Regions from separate parts of the Mus musculus genome. Here region 1 is linked to region 2. The links are chromatin contacts, called in public HiChIP or PLAC-seq maps. All regions are on one chromosome and are shown on one strand. Each heading gives the region's core, a stretch centred on a gene start, on an enhancer-like site or on the middle of the called end of the contact. The rest is flanking DNA. Distances are from core to core; before and after follow the strand shown.

Region 1 (4,430 bases), core at 1,024-3,523, 230 kb before region 2:
TTTAAAAAACTGGCCAGAAAGATCTAAGTAGAAGAGATGCTGGAGTCCATCCTTCCATGTGACTCTGCAAGGAAACTTGCCCGTCCTAGAGGATGAGGTTATTTCAGTCAAGGGCTCGTCACTGCCTTGCATCCTTTGGAAGATGGTTTGGCAACTTCTCACAAAGCCAAGCATGTTCTCACCACCCAACAGACAAACTCTTCAGGAGGTTTGGACCCAAAGATGGTAAAAGCTGAAGCTCATACAATAAACCAGCATCAGACCATTGATGCTATCAGCAGGTTTATTCTGGCCTGCTCAAGCGTGGAAGCAGTTAAGTTGCTCATCAAGAAGTGAATGGATAAAATGTAGCAAGTAAAGGTAATGGCGTTACTCAGTGGTGAGAGGGACTGAGTTAAGAAGTCATACAAAGACATAAAGAAAACTTAAACAAGTCAAAGAAGCCCGTCTGAAAGGTCTCCAGACAGACGACATGATTCTAAATATATAAAACTCTGGACAAGGCAAAAGTATGGGTACAGAGAAAAGGACAGAGGGTACTTAGGGTTAAAAGAGACAAGGGTGGTGGTGGTAAATAAGCAAAGCACAGAGAATTTTTCTGGGCATTGCAGTTACTCTGTGATGTGGTGCCAGGTGTTGAATCAAGTCAAAGTCTGTAGAACACACAACACTAAGAATCTGTAAACCCACTGGTGTTCTTTTACTCTGGTGGCGTGTTGATAAAGTACATGTTGATACACAAACAGGAACCACATCCTTGGCTTCTTGAATTAAACGTTAACCTATGCCTTCCTTTCACATTTCCTGTGAACCTAAAACTACTCTTCTAAAAAAAAAAATCCTCTTTGTGGCTCATCTGTTAGAAAAATCCAACCAAAGCCTTGCCAGAAGTATCTGTGAGGCACGCAGAAAATGCCCACGAGGGTCCAGCTGTATTTCTGGCACAGAGATAGTCTTGTTGTTTGGGTGACATTTTCCCCCAATGTTCTCTTCCCTACCCTGATCTGGGAGGGGTCAAAGGCAGTAGCAGGCAAGGTGTAGTGAAAAGAAAATGCTGGAGGAAGAGGAACAGAAAGCTTTCTGAAGTGTGATTGTGTTTGTAACCAAATAGCAGTGGACTGAGATATCATGACAAGTGTCTGCCTAAGGGCCCCAGGCACCTCACAAAAAGCAGACACAAACCATTCAGGTCAGGGGATCCCTCAGCAAGCCTCTCTAAATTCCCACAACACAATTTCAATTAAATATAAACCCCAAATTAATGTGTCAACACTCAAAAAAGGTGAGCCATAGCTGGTGAGATTAGACTAGAAATGGCTTTTCGTAACTCGATACTCCAGAGAGAAGATGGGAATTATCCATGAAGCCCTGTGATAAGAGCCTACAATCCCAGCCATGAGAAGGCTAAGGTAGAGAGATTGCTGTAAACTCCAGGTCAGCGTAGACTACAGGTGAAGACGTATCTCATACAAAACAAAACAGAACAGAACAAAACAACAGAAAACAAACAAAAGACACAACATATCACATTTCAGGAAAAAAAAAAGAATCACCAAAATGAGTGACAAAATAAGAGACTATTATCAATGACTTAAAACGATTTGAAAAATAGATAATGTAAGCAAAACTTCTGGAAAAGTACGAGACACTGAATGAAGATTTTTTTTTTTGAATGTCACATCTTTCACAAATTATGAAGAGTCTCCATGAATGAGAGGAGCCCCAGGAGTTGTTATCCACATACAGCAAGAAGTTAGAAAAATCACAGAAGACAGGAGTACATTCGTAGAAGGTTCGTAGAAGGTTCAAATGAGAGACTAGAGAGGATGGGGAAAGATGGACGATTTCATTCAGAAAGGGTAGAATGGGCAAAATACATTTCATTGTATTAATTAACTGATTGTTGTAGTATAAGAGACAAAGAGATAACCTTGAAGGCTTTAAAAAGAAAAGACAGATCATCTTCAAAGCATAAAGGGGTGGTTAATATTAAATTGTCAGCAGCACCAATTGAAACCAGTGGGCAAAAGAAAAGAAAATACGAGCATTGAAAATAGACAAGTGAATAGCTGTCCGAGAGTCTAACCACAAGACTACACAGAGATGGGCAGAATAAGACGAAATGTTTTCAAGCAAACGCTAAGAGGTATGCACTAAATGAAACGCCGAGTATCTATTTTAGAGAGAAGGAGACAGCTCTGGAAGAGACCTGTATTTAACTATTAAAAGCAGCGACAGTGGTGTCATCAGATCAGTGAGGTTTCTAAAACCTAGATGAGAAAGGCGTATGAGTTGGAAGAGAAACAACTGCGGTGCGGTTTGTAAGTTGGGTATCACTGAGGAGGGGAGCAGTTGGATTGAGTTTGGTGTGATGTTTAGATGGTTTATATGATAAGATTTACTCCCACTTCTGGCCACAGAAGGCACCTGTACACACACACACACACACACACACACACACACACACACCATCTAGAAAGCAGGAGGAGGTTGACATGAAGAGGAAGAAATAGGGGGTGGTAGGAAGAGAGGGGAGGAGGGGACAGAGGAAGAGAGAGAAGTTAAATCCAGAGACCTATGAAGAAAAATGCAGCTATTGTGCAGAATCAGGAAGCAGAAGTACTAGGATCAAAATAGACTAAATTTATTTAACTTTTTCAGCATTCACAATAAACAAAGAGGGACTAGACTTACCAATTTAAAGGCAGAGCTTAGTCAGACTGAGATATCAAACACCAGGCTATTTATTTGCTCTTTAGAAACAATCAACCAATTTACCCTTTAGATAAGAAGAAACAATAAACAACAATCAAGACATTGATTAAAAATAAAAGATAAACCAGACAAACTGAACAAGCCAAAACAAACAAACAAAACCAACCCAAAACCCCACAAATTCCAAGACAACCAGGATACTAGTGTAGAAAACAAAAGATAAGACAGCTTAATATAGAGGGTAACTAGGAAATGTTAAAAGATTCTATTCCCCAGCACATCATACCAATTATAAATTTATATGCCTCTAATAAAATAGTTATAAACACAGAAAGCCAAACACTACAAAAAAGAGAAACCTATCTTTCATTAAATTATCTGTCCTGTATTGGATTGGCTAACAAAACATAATAAAAGGCAGAGAAGGTTTGAAAACAGTTAACAATTCAACTAATGGGTATTACTGAGATTCAAATACTTTAATGAGAAATCACAAGAGTTTATGGAGTTCTGTATATGCCCCTAGACTTAGAGGCAATCTGGGAAAACTTCAAAGCTTTATAATCAGAGAGACAATATAAAATCATAATGAAAATACCAATTAATTAAACCTGAGGGTAAAGCTAACAAAACAAAACAAAACAAAACAAAACAAAATGGGGGGGTGTGTGAGGAAAATATGATTGACTATATGGAAAAATGGAGAAATTATTACAATCAAAAATGATTGACTATATGGAGAAATGTTTAGAATCACTGAATTTAAAAGCTATCTTAAGTTTTGGGAGAAAAGCAGCAATATGAATAAGCTTGAGGAAATAGAAGGAAAAAAAAAAAAAGAAGGATGAGCAAAACATAGCAGGGATAACATTCAATGCCAAAGCTTGGTTCAGAGCTTAGGAATACAGAAAGCACTCAATACATTTATGCTGTTAAAATGAGATATGACCCAAGTAGGCAATTGATAATAAAAAGGTCATAGATAAAGGAGGTGCAGTTGGAAAGAGTTCTGTGATCAATTATATGCCAATAATCAGAAAATTCAGACAAAAGACAGCTCTTCAGAACACCTGACTAAAATAAATCGCGGAAAAGCAGCACCCTCTAGCCATTCTCAGAAAGTAAAATTGCTAGCTTAGGATCTTCCCATTAAGAAAACTAAGCCTGAATCATTGCATAGATCAAAAGAGGAAATAAATACATTATAGAAATTCTTCCCAAAAGTGGAAGAGGGAATTTATTTCATGTAGTTAGTGCTATCTTGGTTCTGAAATTGGGTGAAGATTGCATGAGGTCATTTATGAACACTGGTGCAATCAATTTTATGTGCCTTTAATAAGATAGATATAAAACAGAAAGCAAAATGCCATCAAAGGTCAAGGAGACAGGGATAAATCTTCCAATAAACCATCTCCCTAAAATTGGATTGGTTAGAAGACTCAAACCAAGGTAAATACTGATAAATCAAACCTAGCTGTGTGAACCAACGTGGTCACACTGGGTCATACTGGAATGCCAAAACTGGTTTCAGGAGAAACATTGTTTTTGTAATTTTCATCTCCAATTCAAAGGGGAAATGTTAAGATTGCCTCAGTGGGTACAGACAATATGTTTGAGAGCATCAATATCTATTCATAGTTAATATTGTTAGGCAGCTGTCAGTCATTGGCTGCACTAAGGCATACTACCAAAAGCCTCTGGAAAATATTACAATT
Region 2 (4,240 bases), core at 28-2,527:
TCTTTTTTTCATTAGAAAATTACAGTTCATTTTCCCTTTGCATGCGTGAACATGCTGTAAGTTTCTCGTGGGCATATGGATTCTAAGTTTGGGCAATTATGACGAGGCCTTCTGTGCACATAGTTTGGTACATGGACTCTTGTGGTACTTTACAGTTGAGGGGTGAATTGCAGTGGGCAGGGTTTCTGTGTTCTCCAATGCTGCTGTGCTAGGTGTTACTGTTATCAAATGCTTCCTGGGGGTGGGAGTGGGGTCCTTTTGGTCCATATCTGTAATACCACAGGTTCTGTTTTCACCAGTTTTGTGGGTTGATATTATTACTATTATTATTATTTATTATATTTGGCTATCTTTTAAAATTAATAGTAATGTTGAATATCAATGCTTATACATTAGAGGATCCTCTTTGTAATACAACACTGGGACGCTAACCCAGGGCCTCAGGCATGCTAGAATGTATTCTAACAGATAGTTACAACCTCCACATTATGTCTCCTAGTCTAAAACGCTTGTTCAAATATTTTGACAGCTATTAGTTAGATGACATTGATCTACAATAGTTCATAACAACCTTTGTATATTATGTTTTGTCACTTGTATGGGTAATCATTTTCCTCTGGCTCAGTTGTTTTATTCTTTGTTTTTAAATTTATTTAGTTATTTTATTTATGTCGAGTGTGCATGTGTGTATGTGTGTGCATTCATGTGTGTGTGAGTACATGCATACTCTCTTGTGTGTGTTTACATGGGGTTACAAAGACAGGAAGGGGCAGTCCGATTCCTTTGTGCTAGAATTATAAACATTTGGGGGCAGCACATCGTGGGTGCTGGGATCTGAACTTCTGTTCTCTGGTAATGGATTCTATAAACTGCTGTGTCATTGCCCCATGGGTGTATGGATTCTAAGTTTGGGGGATTCAAAAAAGAGAGAGAGAAAGAAATGTTGCTATGAACCTTCTGTGAATATATAAGACCTAGATTGTTTGTTGTACCTTTCTGTTCTCTTGCTGAAATCCTGGATTTCAAACAAGAAGTTTCTCTCTAAGATTGTTGCTTGCTTTAAGACAGCTTCTCCTACCTTGCAATTATGAAGATTTCTTTGTTTTTCTGAAGCTTTCTAGTTTCCAGCATGAACATGCATGTCTTTATCTGCCCTTGATTGGATTCTATGAAGGATTCTATTTCATTCTCACTTAGGCACTGGTGCCCAATTGTTCCCTTAGGTGCATTCTTGAACCCAACCCTTCCCTGCAGCTGTGGCTAAGGCTTCCATCCCTGACATTCACATCTGGCTTCTGGATTGGACTAAGCAGGAAACATTCCTTCAGAATCTTCATTAAGGTGTGTGAGTGAATTAGTATTCTCTTAGCTGTGGAAGAGGTCCACAGTGAATATCCACACCTTAGATATATTTACTTTAACTTTCGCTTTTGAGAAATAACACACTATTTATTGTGACCTCCAAGGCAAGCAAGTAGCTTGAGTGGAATACAGATACAAACCAATGGGAACCGTACAAGAACCATCATGTAAGCAAACTTTCAATGCCAACAAGATACAATTCTTCTATAAAGGTATTTGTGATTCTGGAGAAAACCATAGCTATTAGAGACCTTGCAGGAATGGTGTATACCTGAGAACATTAAGCACCTCAAATCTGGGGACAGGGGCAGCAAGGACCTTCTAATTACCTATGCAATGACTCCAAGGGATCCTAAAGGAAAATGCATGGGTTATCTCCATAGCAATATTACAGAAATCATCTCTGAGCAGCTTTTTACAACATCAGTCATACTTCTGGGAACAGCCACTGTAAAAGACAAGCTTCAATAGGTCAGGGGAAACTGAGGCAACAGTGTAGAGCTCACAATTGATCTCTCAGCAGACTTTTTTCTAAGGCAATAAACTCACTGGGGCTGGCATTCTCTGTGACTAGTGAGACTCCTTGAACTCTTTTGGGGTGGCAAGAATGAAAAAAGAAAGGTGGGGGGAATCATAAACACATGTACACACTAGGTGGATAGAACAAGACAAGCTCCAGCAACTTCACAACATGCACATATACATACATACATACATACATACATACATACATACATACATATTCACACATTAGGTAGACTGAGCAAACCTCCAACCACTTTACAAGCAAACACATACATGCATTTTTTTGGATGGATAGAACAAAGCTCCAACAATTTCATTTTTCCTCTCACAGCTTATACATCCCAACAAAATCTTTCAAGCAGAACAAAAATCACAATGTGGTGGCATTCTACTTTTCTTTTTGTGGATGATTATTAAAAAAACAGTATGTCCCCCAGCACCTTTACATAAAAATACATTTTATGTATTACAGGTGAAGAAAAAAGCAAATCATTCCCAAGAACGCACTTACATTCATAACTAAGAAACTTGCATATTAATGAGATATAAGCAAGCAAGGTAATTTTCTCAGTCAGTTTCTCTTTACTGGCAGGCTGAAATTTGTGGTTACAAAGAAAGAAAGAATCAATTATCTTAGTATTATCTTAGAAAACAATCTTATAAAAATCTTAAAAGAATCATAAATCTAAATGTGTATATAAAAAATAATCAGTCATTTCTTCTTTAAATCCTCAGGATGCACATCTATTCATTAACAATTTTCTTAATTAAAACATTTCAGGAAGCCAAGGGCAAAAATAGGGACAAGAAATTAATCATCACCTTGACCACCAGCCCCACTTTAGCAAAAGAGTCATGTCAGCCATGCTAGTTGGACTGCCATTGTTCTTGTTCCCTGACCTAAAGAAAAAAAAAATTCCCTAGTTCAACTATTAAAAGTGTGCCTTTCTGAAGTTCAAATTGTTTTCTAAGACTTTTCCACATCAGAGCCTTTGAACACAAAAAATATCTTAACCTAACTAACAATCTACTTCTGTAAATTATATAGGTGGTGGTCATTGCTAACAATCTACATTTCTAAGTTCTTTCAAAGGGTGGTGTTTGAATCATCAATATGTTCCAGCGGCAGCACTTAAAAGAGATCAAGTACTATTATTTTGAGTGCCAATGATACTGCCCGCAGAGGGGCTGGAAGCCTCTCAGAATCTTCACACAACATGTAGGTTCTGAGGGACTTGAAGGCCAGGAGAACAAGAAGCTAAGCAATGTTCTATAACAACATGAAGTCCCCAGGTCATCCATCATGATTGTGCTAAAAGGTAGACCACATTCCATGGGTTCTAAAGCCCTTGTTCCTTTGGCTCTGACCTCGACAAGCTACCATTTTCCTGAGGCTAGGGCCTTTTGCAAACTTCCGTCTCTCATAGCAGAAATGATAAGTTCCTGAGGTCTATTGCAGGCTGTGGTTTTAGACAGACAGACCCCCAAACAGGCTAGTCTCTTTGCCTCTCTCTAGGCCTGAGGGTGATGGTATAAAAGTTTATCAGTATTCAGCTTAGGTCCTTAGGGGACGGATTCAAACCGGGATGAAGACCAAAGCACTAGCTGTGCAAGCTGTATGTTTGCCTCCACGGTTCCAGATTTGATGGCCAATTTAAAGCTATGGAAACTTCTATAAGCAGACATGGAAGCATATCTCTGTCTTGGAGATTAGATAGGTCAAGAAATGGTAAATGCTCAATGATGTGACCAAGAAAGGGTTTTGTCATGACTTTCTGTTTGTTTTTAGTTTTCAGTCTGCAAACAGGGTAACAACTGGATGGGGATGAGTTCATGATACTGATAACTAACAAGCTCCACGGTCTTTGATTTTCTAGAGGTGTGATCCGTGCAGGGTTACTGATCTCCATAGTCAGTTGACATTCTTCTTTGAGATGATGAATAAAAATACATCTACTGACAGGAAGAAGGGCTTGATGTACATTTCAAATGTTAACCTCTTTCCTGGTTTCTTCCCCAAACCTCCTGTTCCTTCTCCCCAACCCGTGCTCACCAACCCAACCACTCCCGCTTCCTGGCCCTGGCATTCCCCTATACTGGGGCATAGAACCTTCACAGGACCAAGGGCCTCTCCTCCCATTGATGACCAACTAGGCCATCCTCTGCTACATATGCAGCTAGAGCCATGAATCCTACCTTGTGCTTTCTTTGGTTGGTGGTTTAGTCCCAGGGAGCTCTGGGAATACTGGTTAGTTCATATTGTTGTTCCTCCTAGGGGGCTGCAAACCCCTTCAGCTCCTTGGGTCCTTTCTCTAGCTCCTTCATTGGGGACCCTGTGCTCAGTCCAATGGAT

The links. HiChIP or PLAC-seq counts read pairs in DNA pulled down with a chosen protein or histone mark.
Region 1: a contact with region 2 is called in an H3K4me3 HiChIP or PLAC-seq map of the SCID.adh cell line, with 10 times the contacts expected there. The contact joins two enhancer-like sites. A contact is called at or near these places in 1 of 15 datasets of contacts at CTCF or cohesin (CD8 T cells), 17 of 484 Hi-C or Micro-C datasets (the C2C12 cell line, CD8 T cells, the N1E-115 cell line and 12 more), 8 of 115 datasets of contacts at active chromatin or transcription factors (CD8 T cells, the SCID.adh cell line, Th17 cells and 5 more) and 1 of 9 other capture datasets (embryonic stem cells).

What each region holds. Positions count from the first base shown.
Region 1 is chr13:37,304,499-37,308,928 of GRCm38.p6, reverse strand. No RefSeq gene overlaps it. Among named protein-coding and RNA genes, the nearest start is that of Gm40913, 27 kb to the left of the region's middle. Within about 2 kb of position 2,273, at least 10 of the 459 cell types and tissues checked have an H3K27ac peak or open chromatin away from gene starts, as enhancers often do. A contact at or near this core is called in the SCID.adh cell line, where this site is marked.
Region 2 is chr13:37,075,253-37,079,492 of GRCm38.p6, reverse strand. No RefSeq gene overlaps it. Among named protein-coding and RNA genes, the nearest start is that of Gm30549, 6.4 kb to the right of the region's middle. Within about 2 kb of position 1,277, at least 1 of the 459 cell types and tissues checked has an H3K27ac peak or open chromatin away from gene starts, as enhancers often do. A contact at or near this core is called in the SCID.adh cell line, where this site is marked.